2 separate regions of the Mus musculus genome follow, and region 2 is linked to region 1. A link is a contact called in public HiChIP or PLAC-seq data. All regions are on one chromosome and are shown on one strand. The core of a region is the stretch at or near the end of the contact, and the rest is flanking DNA. Distances in the headings are between cores, read along the strand shown. Region 1 has its middle 10 kb from the start of 1700110C19Rik. Region 2 overlaps Pacrg (PARK2 co-regulated).

Region 1 (3,827 bases), core at 242-2,741:
AGGTACCTTAGGAAGAAGACAGCGTGCTCAGAACAAGCCAGTAAGCAGATCGGCAAACTCGTCAAAACGCCAGCCAAAATAAAAAAACACACAAAAACTTGGGATGAATTGTATGCGCTCTGCTCACTGGTTCTAAAAGCACACTTCGAGTCAGTGGGGAGCTAGCTCTCTGGAGTCCTTTGCAGATCCTAGCAAGGCCAACTGGAAAGATCACCGGAGTAGAAGCCACAACGATAGACAACCACAAAGTAGTCGTGTTTACAAACTCAGTCCTATCACCTCACAAAATGGCGACAGAATCTGTACATTCTTTTGATCAAAGCTACGCAATGCTCACTGAAAACATTTACTAAATATTCCTACTAACTCGCACTTTTCCACGAAATGCCCTGGTGCAGAAGCACAAGAAATTCAGTCTTTCTCCTGTGCGGAATGTTTAGGAATCACATAGTCAGGTCTGGGTGACAGGGCAGGGTGGGATCCTGGGGACATGTTTTGAATCTTCCAACATGAAGTCTTAGCTCTCTACAACTGACTTACAGGCTGTCACGGAGCTGCGCAGAGCTTCTAGTGTGTTCAAAAGGAAGCTAGGGCTCAGTTTCTGCTTTGCCTCCCTTTGGCAGAGCTAAAGTTTGGGCCATGACCAGGCCTGAGGTAGGATTTCCTAGTTTTTTTTTTTTTTTTAGCATCCTAGGAAGATAGATGAGCGGAGCCAAGGTTACTTGTTTCTTGCATCCGGAACGAGTGTTTTAAAGTAACAAAACCTTAATCTTTTTGGATATTGAGACCTACAAAGGAAAATAATCAGCATTGTATGGATGACTTCAATAGACTAGCTGCCTGCAGACTCCCCCGCCTGGGAGTGACATTGAGGGAGCCCTCAGATCTCGGTGTCTGGAGACGCGAGCCAATGGGGGCTAGGCAGACGATTCTTTCTGGTGCTTGATGTTCCGGACATTCCGACGTCCCCGGTTCATTTCCAATGTATGAATACATCACTCTTTCTATTAAGATACCACGAAGACCACCTGTTACTACAGGTGATTTACATTCCAAGCTAGAATTATAGATTCCTTTATGCAAACATATTTAGGGAGAGTTCACTTTAAGACGGAATTTAGCTCCCTAATGAAAACAGCGCATAAAGGACCCTAACAGCTTCTGCGAGAGGTCCAGACTCTTAACTGGAGAAAGTGGGGCTTAAAAGAAAATGCGGGTAGGTTCTTTGTCTCCTAGGAAACTCATTTCCGACTTGGGAATCGGGCGAGTTACTCCCCTGCCTCACGCACATTCCTACCCGCTCCAGAGCGCTCCAGCGGGCAAAGATGGAACTCTGTTCTTTCTTTTGTGTAGCCCGACCGTTTGTTTCTCTCCTGACAACAGCTTCTCCTCCCTTCATCCTCCCCGCTTTCTTCCGGGCCTGGGAACTGCGAGGCCAGGAGCTGTGTGGCCGTCCCTTTGCCGGGTTTCGGGTCCCTGTGCGCAGGCACGCATTCATTAGCGCCACAAGAGCACCAGAGTCCCGGACACCTCATAAATATTTAGAGGTTCCCACCACCTTCCAGAGAGCCAGGGGGAGAAAGAGAATTTAGTGTGGAGTTGGTCAGGGTAATATGCATGTGAATCAGAAGTGGGGACAAAGGATGAAAGGTGCTGGAAACTCCAACAAACCCGTGATCCCCGGGGGTCATTCTGCCTGTTCCTGCCCACACTATCCCGGGCCGGCCTTCTTCCTGCGCATGAGCGGACTGAGCCTGTTTCCGAAGACTGTTGGCAAAGGATGTGTGCTCTTTGTTCTGTCCCGCTCTTTCTTAACAGACAGGTTTGCTTTGCCCTCTCCACTGCGCTGGCGGCTGCCTTCTCCTTTGCCACCCACAGAAGTGAGGCATGAAGATCTAGGGGTCTACACTAATACGTAAGGCAAGAAAAGGGAACAGAATGTGGCTGTGTCGGGGAAAACGTGCGCAAAATCAGCCTGTGGGTTAGACACAATACATCGACACTCACTATGGAAGGTTGAAAAACTTCCATAAATGTTCTGTGCACAGAACCCAGAATCCCAAGAGAAAGTCTGCACGCAAACAGCTACCTTGACACCCACACACCCTATGAAGCTTTTAAAAACTATTTTTAAACACTCCTCCTGGCTTTTATTTTGGGAGGTCTGGAGTGCACAGAGCAAGGGAGAGAGCAAAGGCTCAGAGCTCAAGAGAGGAAGCTAGAGCAGTCTTCCTTTCTTCCTAAAGCACTGTCTCACAGGAAGGATGACCAATGGCCTTAAAGCCTGGGAGTGAATACAGGGGCAGTAAAGGATGGATTGGCCAGGCTAGTTTTCATCAGAAAGGAAGAGGATGGCAACATGGAACTAAGCAGCTTTGGGACAAAGACTCCTCTGTGGAAAGGGGGTTGCTTTAACCAGGTAGGAATTTTAAGTCAAAGCCTTGTAATACCTAACAGTGGTTGAGATGAAACACATGGATTATAGGTCTTATGAAGCATCCTGCTTAGTTTGGGGTACACACTATACAGCAATGAGAGCCTGAATAGTTAGCAATAGAAAATAACTTACATCCTAGTTCACATTTTGGAAATACCTGGGATTGCAACTATGTTGCTTTGAACGAAAGTGTACAAATATTACTAGTTAAATCTTACTATTAGGAAACATCGGAGGAAATGTGCTAAATTTCATAAAAACTTCCAATTTGCCCCAGTTCACTACTTACTACAAGAAACCTTCAATCAGATAGAAGCTCACTGAAAATTAAAAGGAATCTGGACAAAGCTGGTAAACTGGTACCTTGCCCTTATAAGCTGGTGAAAACTAGCTCCAATCACCTTAAGGCAGGAGGAAGTTTATGGATCAGGGTGACAGAAATGTGAATCAACCGTAATGAGCTCAAGAGCCCCAACAAGCCACAGGGAAATGCTCTCTTCAGCTCTGCTTTTTCCTGACTTCTTCAGCAAGCCCCTCACCGAGCTACCAGGATTCCTGAAGCATCTTTATCTTCAGCCAGTAATCTGCCTAAACAAGGGGCCCTGTTTTCTGCTGACAGCTTCAGCAGCACTTGCCACTCTTGCTTTGGGTCAAGTAGTAGCTATCCTTGAACCAGTTACTGGGACCAACATTGTGTGTCCCTCCACTCATCGTGGACTGCCTGCTCAACTTGGTGACTGTGGCAATCCATTTCTCTGAGAGGGGAGAGGGAAGTACCTCTTCTTACAGGAAGGTAAAGGACAGGGCGCCTACTGGACAGGTACCACCAGTGACATCACTCACATTCCACGATTCAGTACTGGCCCTTTCTCCAGCGCAGGGTCTATCTGTGGCCTGCCAAGCGCATGTTGGTGAAAATACAACACAACCTTATCTGGGCTACGGGATCGTGGCAAGGGAAAGCTCTCGAGAATGGCCTTTGCCCATGCTTTCATTGTGGGACCTGTGTGGCTCCTACCCAGCTGGCTTGAATCAGTCAGGCAATGATGGAGAGCAGAAAAAAAAAAAAAGGATATTTGCAGGCCAGGCCTAGAAGGGGTGCAACCAGTTATATCCTGTTGACCGGAAATCATCACATGGTCACACCTAGTCTTTGGGTAAGTGTGAAAGGGAGGTTTTGTGTGCAGGATGAAAGGGAAATAACGTTTAATAAACTACCACCAATCTTTATCTCATGACTGTTGTGCAAGTGGGTTTGAAATCATGGGTGCACACTGCTGCTCCGTCCAAGCCGTAACTACACTCCTACTGTGATGGTTCCCATAGACTAACTCGAAGTATGCACTACCCCACATCCACACGTGGGGATCCACGCATGAATGCAGCAAGC
Region 2 (3,900 bases), core at 1,210-3,709, 97 kb before region 1:
GGATTGCTCCTCTCTCCCTCTCCCCTCCCCCTCCCCCTCCCTCTCCCCTTCCCCCTCCCTCTCTCTGCATCTACACTGTGATAGCTGATTTGGGAGTTTCAGGGATTCTCCAATCCCCACATCCCATCTCCCCAATAGGAGCACTGGTATTACAGATACATGCATTCTTGCATTAGAATTAGGTAAGTTCTATGGCTTCAAACTCAGGACCCCATGCTTACACAGCTAGCACTTTATCCACGGAGTACCCTTGGCCTCAGCCCCCCAGGTACTGGTGTCACTGGTGTGCATTGCTGTGCCTGTCACAATCTGCCGACCTATCTCCTTCCTGAGTATTTCAAAGGCCTTTTCCTCCCGTGCTCCCCTCAGTTGGCTCTCCATTTCTGTAACTTTTTCTCTTGCCTCCTTCCTATGTCCTTAACTCACTTTTCACTCTCTCCAGTTGCCCTGGTGCCTGTTCTGCCAAATGCTGGACTTTTGTTTTGGGGGTTCTATTTAGTTGTGAACAGCTCTCCATTCAGCTCAGCTTTTTGATGGATTGCTCAACCACAGTCGTGTCATTCTCAGAGATGCGTGGCCGTGCGTGACTGCCCTTCCTCCGCCGTGCCTCTCCTTTCACTATCTCCTTACACTACTGTCTCCTTACCCCATCACTCTTCTGATGGCTTCTGTTTCAAATTGCTCACTTTCAAATGAGTTTGTTCTAGTGCCGATTGGGAAAGCTTCCTATGAGAGAAAGTTCAGTACGTATAGGTATAGATTGCTCCAGTATTATGTTTGTGGGAAGAAGGATTTTCTCTGGTTCCCTAAATCGAGTGGATAGAGGAGGAGAGGTACTTTTAGCCCATTCTGTGGTCCACTTTTGCACCCTGAGAAGTTTCTTGTGCTCATAAGATTCCAGGGGTCTCACCGTCATAGAACCTGTTTGGGGGTGTTCTCTGAAGAATGTGGTGGCCAAGCTACTTACACCTTTTCAAAGCATTGTCCCTATACTTCCAGTCTGGACAGCTACTGCCCCAGGCTCTGCCCTATCATCCTAAGATCTGACAGCTGCCGTTACCTCCAGGGTATATATTTACCACATTAGTGCAACTCTTTGAACCACCTCACTCTTGACTCTGGACATCTCACACTTGATAAGTTTTCTCTGCCACATGTCCCCAAGCATGCTCCTGGCTGATCCTTCCTGTCTGGCAATTCCAATGTGCCAGTCTCAGTCAGACTGACAGGTTCCAGCTGTATGCAACCCACTCGGCACACAACCCACGGTGCACACGTGGCTGGAAGAAGCCATCACTTCCAGGAAGGCAAGCCCACTTTAGGATGCCTCCATTCTCAATGGAAAAGCATCCATCATAAGTTGTCTTAGCCGGCCCTGGCTGCATAACAAGGTACCATGAGCTGGATAGCTTAAACAACAGAAAACTATGACCCCACAGTGTTGAAGGCCTGAAGTCCAAGGAAAATGTCTACTCACTGGAGCATCTAGTGAGGGCTTTCTTCCTGACTCACAGATGATCAGCTTCTTGACCTCTCAGTGCTGTGTGTGTGTGTGTGTATCTGTCTGCATCTGTGTGTGTCTGTGTGTGTGTCTGTGTGTTGGGGGGCAGAGAATGAATGTCTCTACTTGCAAGAATACTAGTCTTGAGCCGGGCGTGGTGGTGCACGCCTTTAATCCCAGCACTCAGGAGGCAGAGGCAGGCGGATTTCTGAGTTTGAGGCCAGCCTGGTCTACAGAGTGAGCTCCAGGACACAGCCAGGGCTATACAGAGAAACACTGTCTCGGAAAAAAAAAAAAAATTACTAGTCTTATTAGATTTCCCCACCCACCCATGTGACCTCAGTTAGCTTTAAGTGCTTCCTTAGGGGTCTTATTTTCAAAAACAGCTGCCCTTAGAGGCTAGAACTTCAGGTAACTCACAGATACAACAGCTTAAGACAGGACATGTTGGAATGGGCTGTAGAGTCTGAACGGTCAAGGAAGAGATAGCATTTCTTCTGGTTAGTGAGTCGTGACTGAGCATCATGGAGTCAAATGTAAGCAAACACAAGGTGTGCACACAGGATACCAGTGCTAACTCTTGGGTTGAGATGAGAGCGCGGAGGGTGGGGGTGGGGTGGGGTTTACAGGAAAACCCCGCCAGGCCTAACAACCTCGAATCAGTCTCCTTTCCATGACTATACCAAAACATCCAAGGCTGAGCACCCATAACAGAAAGAGCTTTGGTTTGCACACAGGTCTAAAGGTTAAAAGCCCAATTGACATTATGAAGCTTGCATGAGAGACAAGATCGGATAGAAAGGCAGGAAGCTACAGCCCTCTTCTCAAAATCTTTTGCCTCCACATTGAGGACCAAATCTCTAACACATGAACCTGTCAGGAACAAAACACACCCAAACTTTAGCAGCTATCGTGAATCAGTCAGTTTGGGAGGGGGTGGGAGCAATGCCCTTGGACCTAAGGCCTTGTAGGTGACTTTATGTAAAACTGAAAGGAGTGGGACCAGCCCAACCCTGCACCACAGGACTAAAACCTGGTGACAGATAAACATCAAGATAACATCCATTTCTGCTTGTCTTTTGAAATCCAGATAAGGTAGATCTAATTCAATTTTGTTTCAGAAGTAGAAGTATAAGCAAGCTGGGCTAGAAAATGGTCATCAAAATTCATCATTCTGAAAATGGAATATAAATACCACATTCAATAATTTAGTAATTCCCAAATGTAAGCAGAAGAGAGCATTCACGGGATAATGGTGTGTAGTTGAAATACACCACGTGAGGCAGGCTGCACTGAGCTATCCTTTTGATCCACTAGTTTAACAGCATAGAAGAAGATGTGAGCCCTACCCAACAACAGCATGCATTCCAAATTCAATTAACTTTAACCAATGTGTTGACAGCATGCTTTCTTATTAAAATGAAGTCTCTAAAACACTGAAGATAAAATCTTGCCCACAAGAAGCAGATCAGGTTTTTCAAGAATGTGTAAAAAGTCTGTAGGTAGAAAACATAAATAAAAGATTAAAACAAGCAAACAAACACTGGGATAGAGTAATGGCTCAATGGGAAAACTGCTTACTTTGCAAGCCCCCGGACCTGATTTGCGCCCCACCCCCCAGAGTCCCCATAAAAGCTGGGTGTGGTATCACATGCCTATTGCACAAATTCTGGAGGGGGCGGGGGAGGGGGGAGACAGAGACGGGAGGATCCTAGAGTCTTGCTAGCTAATGTAGCTGAAACCATGAACTCCAAGTTTAGTAAAAGACCCTGCCTCAAAAGTTAAGGTGACAAGTAATGAAGGAAGATACCTCACATTGACCCCCCAGCTTCTATATGTGCACCCATAAGTGAGCATACCGACTACCACCACACATGCATCCCCCACCCACACACATGCACACAAACCAACATAGTACAGGACATAAGTAGACACCGAGGAATAGGTTTATTATTAAGACTATTCTACTGTTGTATTTTTCCTTATATATAAAATGAAATCTCTTCTTTGGGTTACTTGGGAAAAAAATAGTACAGTTTTCTCTCACTGTTCATAAAGATTCTTGAACCAATATGGCAGAGAAGAAAAATTCCACCAGAGAAACGCCACTGAAAGTCAAAACTGATGCTAGCTCCACATGCTGTGCTGATGCTGATTCACAGCAGACGGGCCGCTGGGCAGGAAGAGCATCTGGGGCCCTCTGTACCCATTAGGTCAGGCATCCTCTTAGAATCAGTGAACATCCAACCAAGTCTGGACTCACAGGCTTCCTCCCATGCTCTACTTTAGCTTTTTAGTGTGTGTGTATGTGTGTGTGTGTGTGTGTGTGTGTGTGTGTGTGTGTGTGTGTGTGCTTGTGTGTGTACGCACATGCATGTGCATACATATATATGTATATT

Evidence for each region. HiChIP or PLAC-seq counts read pairs in DNA pulled down with a chosen protein or histone mark.
Region 2: an H3K27ac HiChIP or PLAC-seq map of embryonic stem cells shows a contact between it and region 1, with 16 read pairs. The contact joins two enhancer-like sites. A contact is called at or near these places in 1 of 39 promoter capture datasets (embryonic stem cells), 16 of 484 Hi-C or Micro-C datasets (brain, cardiomyocytes, embryonic stem cells and 2 more), 13 of 115 datasets of contacts at active chromatin or transcription factors (bone marrow-derived macrophages, embryonic fibroblasts, embryonic stem cells and 2 more) and 1 of 9 other capture datasets (embryonic stem cells).

The regions. Positions count from the first base shown.
Region 1 is chr17:10,333,090-10,336,916 of GRCm38.p6, reverse strand. No RefSeq gene overlaps it. Among named protein-coding and RNA genes, the nearest start is that of 1700110C19Rik, 10 kb to the right of the region's middle. RefSeq lists an enhancer at 1-3,354. Within about 2 kb of position 1,491, at least 204 of the 459 cell types and tissues checked have an H3K27ac peak or open chromatin away from gene starts, as enhancers often do. A contact at or near this core is called in bone marrow-derived macrophages, embryonic stem cells and microglia, where this site is marked.
Region 2 is chr17:10,431,265-10,435,164 of GRCm38.p6, reverse strand. All of the region lies in intron 4 of Pacrg (PARK2 co-regulated), which reads left to right. Among named protein-coding and RNA genes, the nearest start is that of A230009B12Rik, 23 kb to the left of the region's middle. Within about 2 kb of position 2,459, at least 16 of the 459 cell types and tissues checked have an H3K27ac peak or open chromatin away from gene starts, as enhancers often do. A contact at or near this core is called in bone marrow-derived macrophages, embryonic stem cells and microglia, where this site is marked.